Linked DNA regions of Sus scrofa: region 1 is linked to region 2. A link is a contact called in public Hi-C data. All regions are on one chromosome and are shown on one strand. The core of a region is the stretch at or near the end of the contact, and the rest is flanking DNA. Distances in the headings are between cores, read along the strand shown. Region 1 holds the start of DAXX (death domain-associated protein 6). Region 2 holds the start of B3GALT4 (beta-1,3-galactosyltransferase 4).

The links. Hi-C and Micro-C count contacts between places; a contact is called where the count stands out from the background.
Region 1: a Hi-C map of liver shows a contact between it and region 2, with 2.4 times the contacts expected there. The contact joins the promoter of DAXX here to the promoter of B3GALT4 in region 2. A contact is called at or near these places in 1 of 5 promoter capture datasets (liver), 10 of 47 Hi-C or Micro-C datasets (blood, fetal liver, heart right ventricle and 3 more) and 2 of 2 datasets of contacts at active chromatin or transcription factors (alveolar macrophages and skeletal muscle).

What each region holds. Positions count from the first base shown.
Region 1 is chr7:29,679,655-29,685,561 of Sscrofa11.1, reverse strand. It overlaps DAXX (death domain-associated protein 6), which reads left to right and starts at 4,417. Exons shown (of 8, transcript XM_021098591.1): 1 at 4,417-4,549; 2 at 5,419-5,704; 3 at 5,845-5,907. The coding sequence starts at 5,471.
Region 2 is chr7:29,638,955-29,645,107 of Sscrofa11.1, reverse strand. It overlaps B3GALT4 (beta-1,3-galactosyltransferase 4), which reads right to left and starts at 2,059. Exons shown (of 2, transcript XM_001927568.5): 1 at 1,732-2,059; 2 at 261-1,624. The coding sequence starts at 1,601. The coding sequence ends at 468. It overlaps RPS18 (ribosomal protein S18), which reads right to left. Exons shown (of 6, transcript NM_213940.1): 2 at 5,678-5,776; 3 at 2,782-2,868; 4 at 2,606-2,707; 5 at 2,433-2,524; 6 at 2,196-2,311. The coding sequence ends at 2,236. VPS52 (vacuolar protein sorting-associated protein 52 homolog) reads left to right here and starts at 5,940. Exons shown (of 20, transcript XM_001925393.5): 1 at 5,940-6,153.

The DNA.
Region 1 (5,907 bases), core at 3,168-5,667, 38 kb before region 2:
CCGGAGAGGCCCAAGACCCTGAGCCTTAAGCCGAGAGAACCAGAATGACATCGACAGTCCCAGCTGGCAGGTCTCTGTTGGGCCTTCAGTTTCCGAGAAACAGGATAGCAAAGCTGGACAGACTTTGGCAATGATTTAATCAGGACCATTCACATTGCATTGACTGTTCCAAAGGCTCAGAGGCCCTCCTATCCTTTCTTTCTCTCCATTGGGGGAATTGGGGTCAAGCTCGGCAGGTGCAGGACTTGCCAACACCACGCCCCTTAATCGTGGCAACGCTGAGTAAGGGCTTCCATCCCAACCTCCTTGACCCAACCAGCTGTCCGACTGCGGGTTAGTATGGCTGAGGAGGAGGGCGATGTGGACGAGGAGGATGTGTTCCTGGCATTTGGCCGGCAGCCCTCTCCACCCAGGGGTCCCCTGCGTCGGGCCATGGATAAGGCTTTCTTTATCTTCCTGGTCTTCGTCCTGACACTGTTGATGATGGAGGCTGTTTATAAGCTGCTGTGGCTGCTACCATGGGCAAAGTTTGGAGACTGGCTCCTGAGAACACCTCAGAAGGAGGAAGAGCTGGAACTATGACCACCCTTCCTGTAAACATCCTCCCCCACGCAAGGAGGTGAGAAGAGGGAAATGGCACTGTTGGGGCTTTGAAATATGAGGGATTTGAAATATGAGTGCCTTGATACCCACCACGAACTCATTTAAAAATACAATTGAGGGAGTTCCCATCGTGGCGCAGTGGTTAACAAATCCGACTAGGAACCATGAGGTGGTGGGTTCGGTCCCTGCCCTTGCTCAGTGGGTTGATGATCCGGCGTTGCCCTGAGCTGTGGTGTAGGTTGCAGACGCGGCTCGGATCCTGCGTTGCTGTGGCTCTGGCATAGGCCGGTGGCTACAGCTGCGATTAGACCCCTAGCCTGGGAACCTCCACATGCCTCGGAAGTGGCCCAAAGAAATAGCAAAAAGACCAAAAAAAAAAAAAAAAAATACAATTGAGAATCTTTCCTTTTCTTTCTTCTTCCAGCATTCTTTTTTCTCCTGGAACTCCTATTACCATGCCACTTCCCCACAGATAATTTTATGCTTTTATTGACCAATCTATCACAATTTTGTTTGTCTATGTATATATTTATTGAGGTGAAAAATATTTTTCTTTCTTGCGACCATAAGACTCTAGTTGTCTAATCTTTTATTTATTGTTTAATTTTTGGCCATGCCTGCAGCATATTGGTAGTTCCCAGGCCAGGAATGGAATCCAAGCTGCAGCTGCAGGCCTACACTGCAGCTGTGGCAACAGGGGATCCTTTAACCCACTGCTGCCCAGCTGGGGTTCGTAGGATCCAAACTGTGCCTCCGCATCTACCTGAGCCACTGCAGTCAGATCCTTAACCCACATCACCACAGTGGGAACTCCAAGACTAGTTTTTAGAAAAATTTCTTCTGGGTTATCATTACAATTTTGTCGTGTGTGTGTCTTTTTGGGGCTGCACCTGCAGCATATAGAAGTTCCCAAGTTAGGGGTGAATCAGAGCTGTAGCTGCCAGCTTACACAACAGTTCACGGCAACGCCAGATCTTTAACACACTGAGTGAGACCAGGGATTGAACCCACATCCTCATGGATACTAGTCGGGTTTTTTACCGCTGAGCCACAACAGGAATTCTTATCATTACAATTATTATGAGAGCAGACTTGATCAAATAGCATAAAGATTGTACACATATTCATAATGGTTAAAATAAAAACTACATTTAGGAGTTCCCATCATGGCTCAGTGGTTAACGAATCTGACTAGCAACCATGAGGTTGCGGGTTAGATCCCTGGCCTCGCTCAGTGGGTTAAGGATCTGGCGTTGCCGTGGGCTGTGGTGTAGGTTGCAGATTCTGCTCAGATTCCGTGTTGCTGTGGCTCTGGTGTAGGCTGGCGGCTACATCTCCGATTAGACCCCTAGCCTGGGAACCTCCACATGCCACAGGTGCGGCCCTAGAAAAGACAGAAAGACAAAAAAGAATTACATTTAAAATGAGATAAGCAGGAACTGCCTGGAGGCTTAGTGGTTTAAGGATCTGGCATTGTCACTGTTGTGGCTTGGGTCGATACTGTGGTGCAGATTTGATCCTTGCCCCTTCGAATGTATGCATGCTGCGGGCAAGGCCAAAAATCAAAATAAAAAAATGAGACAAATGATATTTATGATACATTGATGAAAGAAACAGGCTACATGTCTCTTCTTTATTTAAGACAAGGTAAGATTATCCCCAGGAGCTTTCATGGTTGAGAACTATTCTTGCATTTTTTTTTTTTTTTAAGGAGAAAGTTGGGGGGGTTCCCTTTGTGGTGCAGCGGAAACGAATCCGACTAGGAACCGTGAGTTTGTGGGTTCAGTCCCTGGCCTTGCTCAGTGGGTTAAGGATCCGGCATTGCCGTGAGCTGTGGTGTAGGTTGCAGAAGCGGCTCAGATCTGGCGTTGCTGTGTGGCTGTGGTGCAAGCCTGCAGCTACAGCTCCAATTAGACACCTTAGACACCTAGCCTAGGAACTTCCATATACCACTTGTGGGGTCCTAAAAAGCCAAAAGATCAAAAAAAAAAAAAAAGATGAAAAAAGGAGAAAGCTGGAGTTCCCGTCGTGGCGCAGTGGTTAACGAGTCCAACTAGGAACCATGAGGTTGCAGGTTCGATCCCTGGCCTTGCTCAGTGGGTTAAGGACCCGGCATTGCCGTGAGCTGTGGTGTAGGTCGCAGACACAGCTCGGATCCGGTGGTGCTGTGGCTCTGGCATGGGCCGGTGGCTACAGCTGACTGGACCCTACATATGCCGCAGGAGAGGCCCTAGAAAAAAGGCAAAAAGACCGAAAAAAAAAAAAAAGGAGAAAGCTGTGTGAGCGTGACCTTGGGCCAGTCACCTGACGTTTCCTCAGGTTTTGGTTTTTTTTTTGTTTTTTTTTTTTTGCTTTTTTAGGACCGCACCCCGGACTTAAGGAGGTTCCCAGCCTAGGGGCCTAATTGGAGTTTCGGCTTCCAGCCTACACCAGAGCCATAGCAACACCAGATCCCAGTGGCATCTGCGACCTACACCACCGCTCACGGCAACGCCGGATCCTTAACCCACTGAGCGGGGCCAGGGATTGAACCTCATGGGGACTAGTGGGGTCTGTTAACCACTGAGCCACTACGGAAACTCTTCTGCTATATTTTAATAAAATTTATCTTTAAATGTGCAACAAGAAAATAAAGTGGCAAGATGCCCAACATTTGTGGAGTATGCAGGGATCCAAGAGGTGGGAAACTCAGCGACTGGACCGGTGTTAACTTTTTGGTTTCCCCAGAAGTTCACCTTTGGACCCAGCTTTGCTTCCGTGAGTCCCTCCAGCTTCCCTAAAGCTGGGCTAGGTGGGGGTCCAGGCGAGGCGGGCGTCAAAGTTGGTTTCTTCTCTTTTTGTTCTTTCATCAGCACTTCCAGAAGAAAAGACGAGACTCCGAGGCCTTTTACGAGCCTCATTTCGTCTCACAGTCCATACAGCGGCAATCTGCAGATTCTCCTCAGAGCCTCCTCCTCCTCACAACGCCCGTCCTCAGGCCCTGGAGCTTCTGGACAAAGCCCGGCCTCCCGGCCATCATCGCCTCCGCCTCGGGGACCTCCTCCAGAAAAGACGTCGTAGAACCACCTAGATTCTACCTACTTGGTTGGCCAATAGTTCTGTAGTGGAAAGCAAACCAGCAACAATAACAATAATAATAAAACACATTTGTACAGCTCGTGGTGCTCATTTGTATCCCGTGTTAGGACTTCGCAATTGGGCGAAGTAGGCACCTGTCGGTAGAAGTAGCAGCTGGACAGCGAAAAGGAGAGCGGGCCCATAGAAGGGAATGGCAGGTACAGTCGATTAAGCCAGGGAAACTGGTACCTGGCAGGTAGGAAATCGGCGCCAGAGGGCTTGTCAATAGCGCCGCGGATGGAAAAGGTTTTATTTTCCTCTCAAGAGGCTCCCCCCATTCCGTGCATCCCTGTGCAGCCTCGGAGGGCTCAATTCCTTTGCTGCTCTGTTCCGTACCCCCCCCCCCCCCCTTGGGAAGGTGGCTCTGTCCTCCCCGCACGCGACGCGCTGGCGGTTGGCCGGCTGCGGGAAGCTTCTGATTGGCCGAGTCGCAGAAGCACCGGGTGAAAAGAGCTTCACTGGCGGCGCGCCCCCACTCGGGGCGTAGCCAACGCCGTACGGGAAAATGGCGGCCCGCATGTACCTTGAGAGGCCCCGAATGGGGGATGGAGGGGCGCAAATCCGCCCCCTGCAGGTCAGGGAGAAAGGCGCCTCAGACTATGTGGGCGGCACTGGAGGTGCTCGAGGAGGCGGGCCTACTGTCACTTCCGGCCACTGGGGAGACTGGGATCCGTACGGCAACATGGCCGCACCCAGGAGCCTGTAGGCGGAAACTCCGCCGCTTCCGGTCCGGAGTAGGGCCTGCGGTGGGAGGGGGAAGGAAGGCGGAGGGAACCATGCGAGGTTCTGAGATCCGCGGCGAGTGTCGCCTCGAGAGACCGTTTCTGAGGTGGGGCCGGGCGGTGCGGGGGGCGAAGGCGGGGCGGGAATGTCGAGGTCGAGGTACTCGGGAGTCCTGGGCGTTGAGTCTGAGGGGCAGGCTGAGGTACCTTCCTTACTATCCCTGAAGGGGTGTGGGGGGGCCGGGGGCTGAACTGGGGGAGGGGGACTTGGCGGGAAGCTCCTCCGGGGGCAGGGCCGGCCTCAGGACTAGAGTGTGAGAGCAAGCAGGAGAGACCAGTGTGGGGCCCACGGTCGCTTACAGGTCACACGGAGAGAATGGGGAGGCTCGGGTTGGTGTGAGAGAGAGGGGACTGGAGCCGAGCTATCTCCGACTGCCGCCCCGGCTGGAGGAGACCCACCGGAGGGCGGGGTAGGGAGGTGGTCTTGGCAGGAGAAAGGGGAGTGGATGTGGGGAGGACCAACCCTCGCCTCGGAGAGGCTGGGAGTTGGGGTGATCCTACAGGACGGGGCGAACCTGTGGGAGAGCGGAAGGGGGACACGGGGAGGTGGTGCCAACGAGGGTGTGGTATCTGTTCCAGGGGGTGTCGAGGAAATCTGGAGTGCAGTGTGAGAGGTGGTCCGGGGTTGAGAAGAATCAACTTGCCACCTATGAGAAATAGTGGGGAAATGCAACCGAAAGACCGGATGTCGACGTGAGGGGTGGAGCTGGGGGTGGGACTTCAGGTTTTCCGAGGGTTTGGGGCTCTCGTAGTAAAGGGACAGAAAAACACGGTACTAATGGTTGCTGAAGACAGGCAGTGAGGACACTGTTGGGCATGGCTGGGTGTTTTTGAAAACCAAGAAGACAAAAATGTGTGAGATGAAGGGATGGGGCTCTGCTGGAGGGGCTCTTTCTGAGGCCCCGTCCCCTTCCAGCAGGAATCACGAAAACCCCACCACTTCCTCCCTCCGGGGGATTTGATCCCCCATGGCCACCGCTAACAGCATCATCGTGCTGGATGATGATGACGAAGATGAAGCAGCTGCTCAGCCAGGGCCCTCCCACCCACCCCCCAACCCAGCCTCACCCAGGGCAGCCCCCATTCCAGCCTCACCCAGGGCAGAAGCCCCTGGCTCCTCCCAGCCCCATGGGGCTGGAGGAGGCAGTAGTTCGGGCGGCAAGAAATGCTACAAGTTGGAGAATGAGAAGCTGTTTAAAGAGGTGAGCTTTAGGGGAGAGGATTCTTGTACTCCAGGGAGGGGGCTGGCCGACTGGCTCTCTTGTCTTGTCTTCCCCACTAACCCCACCTCGCCTTCTTTCTCTCAACCCATCCCTTGTCCCTTTCCCCGTGAACCTTCCAGTTCCTTGAACTGTGTAGGAGGCAGACAGCAGACCACCCTGAGGTGGTCCCGTTCCTCTCTAGC
Region 2 (6,153 bases), core at 810-3,309:
GTGGACCCATTCCCCCCGTGCTGGCATGGGCTACTCTCGGATCAGGGCTGGGGGGTGGGGGTGGGGTCTTGCTGGCTTCCTCTGCACCCGCCCCACGTTTTGCCACCTCTGTGGCCTTAGTCTGCTCCTTAGGGCTGTCCTCTATGAAGAGGCTGACTTCCCTTTCTCCCATCCCGAGGTGTCCTTCCCATCCAGTGGGGACTGGCGACTTCTGGGCTCCCCAGGTGTGTGTTCTGGGACTCCTGGTGAGGACCACATTGTACTTGGAGAGGAAGAGAGACAAGTTTATTGAGGGGCTCGTACCTGGCTCCTGCTTTGTTTAGAGAGAACAACCCAATCTGCCCTGTCTCCTGTATCTCTGCCTTCAGTGACCAAGCATCTGGTATGGGAGAGACTGACCAGCTGCAGCCGCCAGGGAGGGAAAAGGTGGGGAGGGGGCTGCTGACAGGACCCTGTGCCCCTGGCACTCAGCTGTGAAGCCAGGCTATGACCCGACACCGGAGGATGCCCAGCACTCCCTGCAGCCAGGAGCAGAAGGGTACAGTTCTTCGGCCATCAGAGCCACCCACCAGCTCCCAGGCCTCCTGCATCTCCCTGGGGTCCAACCTATGGGAGGTCAGCAGGAACCTCCCGTAGCAGCACCGGTCCAGGGGGTAGTGGGTGGCGCCAGCCAGCCTGACACAGTGGGTGGGGGTGAGGCCTCCTCGTCGGGCACTTACCCCCACAAAGACATCCTCCAGTGGCAGAGGGGGTGCTCTGCTGGCCACTTTCAGGATGAGCTCCACAGCAGATGCTGACAGCAGGTATCCCGTTCCTGAGGCGTAAGGGGGGAAGGGGCCCCAGGCGGGAGGCCACTGCTCCTCTGCTATCTGGTGCCTGCCTCCTGGCGTCCTAGAAGGGTGCACCCGCCAGTGCACCCGGCCCAAGTACAAGAGAGGCACCGGCTGGCTCCCCGAGGTGGGGCTTCCTTCCCCACCCTCCTCATCACCAACCTTAGCCTTTCTCTGGGGCTCCTGCTCCCATTGCTCCCAATGGCCCCCTCGCCGGACCAGCTCTGATACCAGCTCTGGGACATTGACAAACACGTCGTCGTCAGTCTTGAGAATGTAGCGGGCCATGGGGCAGTGTTTGTCAGCCCAGTTCAGCCCGCTGAGGGTCTTGAGGGTGAGATTGCGATAGGAGTCCTGGAAGGCCGCCTGCACGATATCCCCATGGGCAGCTGACTCCCTGGCCAGGTCGTTCTCTCTGGAGCCTCCGCTAGGCTCTCCCAGCAGAAAGAGAGTCTGCACCCTGAGCCCCCGGGCCTCGCGCAGCCGGCCCCACGAGGCCCGAATGGCATTCCTCTGGTTCAGGTTGTCCGGGGCTGTGCAAACCAGGATTAGCAGGAACGGAGGAACGCCGGGCCCGCCACACGCCTCCTCGTTGGGGATCAAGAGGCGAGGCAAGGCCAGGGGCGGCCCAGGAGAGGCCGGGGCTGGGAGCAGGGAGGCCAGCGAGAGACTCAGCAGCTCCTCCCCGAGGCCTGAGGGTCCAAATAGAGTCCAGATAATCACCAACAGCAGGGCGGCGAGGAGCAGGCGCCGGGAGAGGCTTAGGCGCATGGTGGGCGACGGTCGTTGGTGAGCTGGAGGGGAAGAAGGGAGGTTGGTCAGGTCGGCTCCGGGACACTAGCCTGCCGAACCCGCCACGACCCGCACGAGGTGAGCTGGGAGCTCGGCGCCGGCAAGTTACCTGGTCAGCCCCGGCCCCGCCCCTCGCTGGGTGGGCGGGGCCTGCAGGTCCCGGCGTCCGGGGTGAAGCTCTCGCCCCCTCGGAAGGCAGAACCTGAACGGAGGGCGCGGCGTTCTCGCCGAGACGCGGCAGGAGTGGGTTCGGGGCCGCGGGACGATCCGCAGCGACCTCCTCCCAAACACGGAACTACTCTTCCGGGTCACCGAAAGCAACATTCCCGCCTCCCGACTTCCGGTCCCGACGGCTTGGGCGGTAAAGATCCGCAGCCGCTCGCTTTGTCCGGGCTGGCCTGGCCTGGCCGCCTACACAGCATGCCAGCCCCAGCCCCGTAAGGGTTCCCCTCAAGGCCAGCAGCTCGTGATCCTCCTCCCTCCCAACTCAGGGTGGGGCACTGAATATCATAGTTTAAATCTGGACCATCAGCTAAGGGAGAAAATGACCAAAAGAACCAGAAAGCAAGCCATAACTGTATAAACTATTTATTAACAGGCAGCACCGACACATTTATTTCTTCTTGGACACACCCACGGTGCGGCCACGGCGGCCTGTGGTCTTGGTGTGCTGGCCTCGGACACGCAGTCTGCAAGTGGGAAAAGAGAGGAGTCACACACCACACAAAGCAAAGGTCTGGGGAAAGATGGAACGTGAGAATTCTGTGGGGGTCCAGGGGGAGGCAGAGATGACACCCCCGCCCCACTCACCCCCAGAAGTGGCGCAGCCCTCTGTGGGCCCGAATCTTCTTCAGTCGCTCCAAGTCTTCACGGAGTTTGTTATCCAGACCGTTGGCCAGGACCTGCAGAGGTGGCGGCGAGGGTCACTTGCTCTACCTGTTCCCCTGGGCTCCACCTGCACACCCGCCCATCCCAATACACACCTGGCTGTACTTCCCATCCTTCACATCCTTCTGTCTATTTAAGAACCAGTCTGGAATCTTGTATTGGCGAGGATTCTGCATAATGGTGATTACACGTTCCACCTGGCAGGCAAAGACTCAGGTCAGGTCCAGGTGGTCCCCCTCAGGGCCAACCCACAGCCCCCTCTCATCCTCACCTCATCCTCTGTGAGCTCTCCTGCCCTCTTGGTGAGGTCGATGTCTGCTTTCCTCAACACCACATGAGCATATCTCCGTCCTACACCCTGAGGAGAAGTTTGGGAGCTGGATGAGTGATTTTCTTGGTTTCCATCATAGACCCAAGATTCGAAAAACAAAGGTAGAGCCAGTGCTTGCACACATTCCTAGACAGGAAGTCTTAACTGTTAAAGGAGAAAAAGCTTTGGGGAGGGTTGGACCATGAATGAAGAACTCGTGGCAGATGCCCACACCCCCCAAAGCAGAATCTTTTTTTACATGTTGCCCAGCACACTGAGGAGCAGCACCTCCCAACTTCTGCACTGTGGAGGGCAAAGCTAGTGTCTCTCCAAGCTGAGGTAGCAACAAAGTACCAAGACTAAGGTATTTTGGGAGTTCCCGCTGTGGCCCACTAGTTAATTAACCCCAACTGACATTTGATCCCTGGCCTTGCCCAGTGGGTTAAGGATCTGGAGTTGCTGCAGCAGGTTTGGTGTTGGCTGGCAGCTATAGCTCCAATTTGAATCCTAGCCTGGGAAGCTCCATGTGCCATGGATGGGGCCCTAAAAAGACCAAACCATCCTAAAGTATTCTGAAATAAAAGGGTCAGTTGCTCACTTGGGCCATGGGTCATGATTCTTTGGGCAGGTCATTCCATCTCTACAATCAATATCAACTACTGCTTAAATCAGTGGCATATCACCAACACCAGTGCTCCTTGCCACCTGAACTCATGAGTCAGATTTGGATAGTGAAGGATGGTGTATTGGGTTGAGCTGTGTCCCACTAAGTGTATGTCCATCTGAAACCTCCAAAGGTGATTGTTTGGAAATAGGATCTTTGCAAATATAGTTAAAATGAGGTCAAACTGGATTAAAACCACTGTCTGTCTGGTATTCTTACAAGAGCAGACACAGAGCAAGAAGGCCATGTGATAACACCAGAGTGATGCAGCTCTAAGACAAGGTTCCAAGGATTGTTGTCAGCCACCAGAAGACAGAAGGTAAGACAGGAAAGGACTCTTAGAGCCTCCAGAGGGAGCATGGCCCCTGCTTACACCTCGATTTAAATGTTTGGCAACCAGAACGGAGATTTAAGCCAACAAGTCTGCCCTCACTCAGTGGGTTAAGGATCCTGAATTGCTGTGACTGTGGTATAGGCTGGCAGCTGCAGCTACAATTAGATCCCAAGCCTGGGAACTTCCATATGGCTTGGGTGCAGCCTTAAAAAGCACCCCCCCCACCTTACGGGTTTTTTTTGGGGGGGTGGTGGGGGTGGCGGCAGCTGGGGGTTGCTTTTTTCTGTGTCAGTCAACACTTCACCCTTCCCTGGCCAATCAATCTCCTCCTTTAACTACATGTTTTAGATTTTCAGTTTCCAAGTATTTCCCCCCTTCTTTAGATCCTTAAAATACCTCCAAGCTTCAGTTTTCACCAGAGGAAGAGAGCAAAAGCTGGCTCTCCGTACAATTAGCAAAACCCCAATACCTCCCAGTGATAAGCAGAGCCTCAGGATCCTTAAGAGATTATCAAAAAACTCATTAAGCACCAGAAACTTTGGTTCAACTGTTTTCAGCAACTACAAAGGTTAGGCTGCATAATTAAAGTAAATACCAGTTAAGGAGGCAGAAAGGGTTTAACAGAAGCAGCCTATTAATGAATGATGCTAATCTTTTATTTTCACTTACTTAAGCCTCCTAACAACCCCTAAAAAGGGAACAGACAACCAACGTGTGGAGATACTCAGGGCTCAGTTCTACACCACTCGGAAAAGTGAATGTTGCAATAAAGGGAGCTACACAAAATCTGTTTGTTTTCCCAGTGCATGTAAGTTATGTAGGTTATTAAGTGAGCAATAGTCTTAACGTTAAAAAAACATACATACATGCCTTAATGAAAAGATACTTTATTAAAAAGTGCTAACCATCATCTGAGCCTTTGTGCAATAGTAACAAAAGTCAATGACAATGGATCGCTGTAACAAATATAACAATGAAAATGTCTGAAATATTGTGAGAATCACCAAAATGTGACAGAAGACACCAAGTGAACAAATGCTGTTGGAAAAATGATTTGCTCAAGACAGGGTTGCCACAAAAAAGAGGTTATCTGTAAAGTGCAATAAAATAAGCCTCTACTGTGCACCGCCTTACTAGTTTCACAATAGAAGGAAGCAGTCTCCTCATGCACCACTTAAGACCGAAAGTTGTGCACCCTGAATTACAGAATGAAAAGAATTCAAAGTAAACATGATGGCTCTTATAAAGCAAAGCTTGTGATTCACCATTTTAAATTAACAACCTATCTATAAAATACTTACTGTGGTGTCCTTTGGGGATTGTGAGCAAGAAAGGCTTAGCCCTGGCACCACATAACATAAACATACTGGTAAGGTCATTTTTTTATGTTAGTTAAGCCTGTGCTCACTGACCTTGTTATGAAATAGTGACCCCCCCCCCATTTCCTGGTTTCTTCATGCTTGGAATCTCTTGGCCTTTCTACTCTCCCTTCAGAGTGTACCATTATCCCATTTCCAGGACATACACATTTCACAAGAATTGCTCTTATGATGCACTAGGAGGAGCAAAAACCTATATAGCAGGGACCTTATAAGTTGACTGCTGATGGTCCAGGCCGGTTTAGTGAACAAATGCTGGCAGACAACCAAAGCCTTTCCCCAACCCCTAGGTGAAAACAACTTTGCTTCACCTAAGACGGTTCTTTGGCTTTTACCACTTACCTTTTGCGGCAAATGTGGCAAGGGCTTAGATGGACCCTGACCATTGTTTTTACCCAGCAGCCCAGGTGACACGGTTGAGACTTTCGCTTACACCTCAGGTGTTTACCCAAGTTTCCTTCACACCCCCAGCTCCTTTACCTTAATCGCAGTGATAGCAAAGGCAATTTTCCGCCGCCCATCGATGTTGGTGTTGAGTACTCGCAAAATGTGCTGGAACTTCTCAGGGATTACTAGAGACTGATAGAGATGGGGGGAGATGTCAGACTTCGCTAATTCCCGCCAAACCGTTAACCCCAAACACGAGCGTGAAGCTTGTCACGCAAGGTGCAAAGAGCCCCCGTCAGGTCTTCACGACACAACACGACTCCCTGGTCCTGCCGACAGCACAACAGGAAGCGTCCAGGATCGGAGAACGCCATCTCCGGAGGAGAACGCCTCCTGCCCGCTCCCAAGCGGCGGGACGGAGGGCCCACGCGCTCCCAAGCCTTCCCAGAGCCCGGGGAGCGCTCATCCTCGGGCCCCGCTGCCTAGAACTGGGTGCTTTGTCGTCCTTCTCCAGGAATGAGGCCCAAGGCTCCACACAAAACGCTGCGAGCCCCCAGGCCAGGACATTT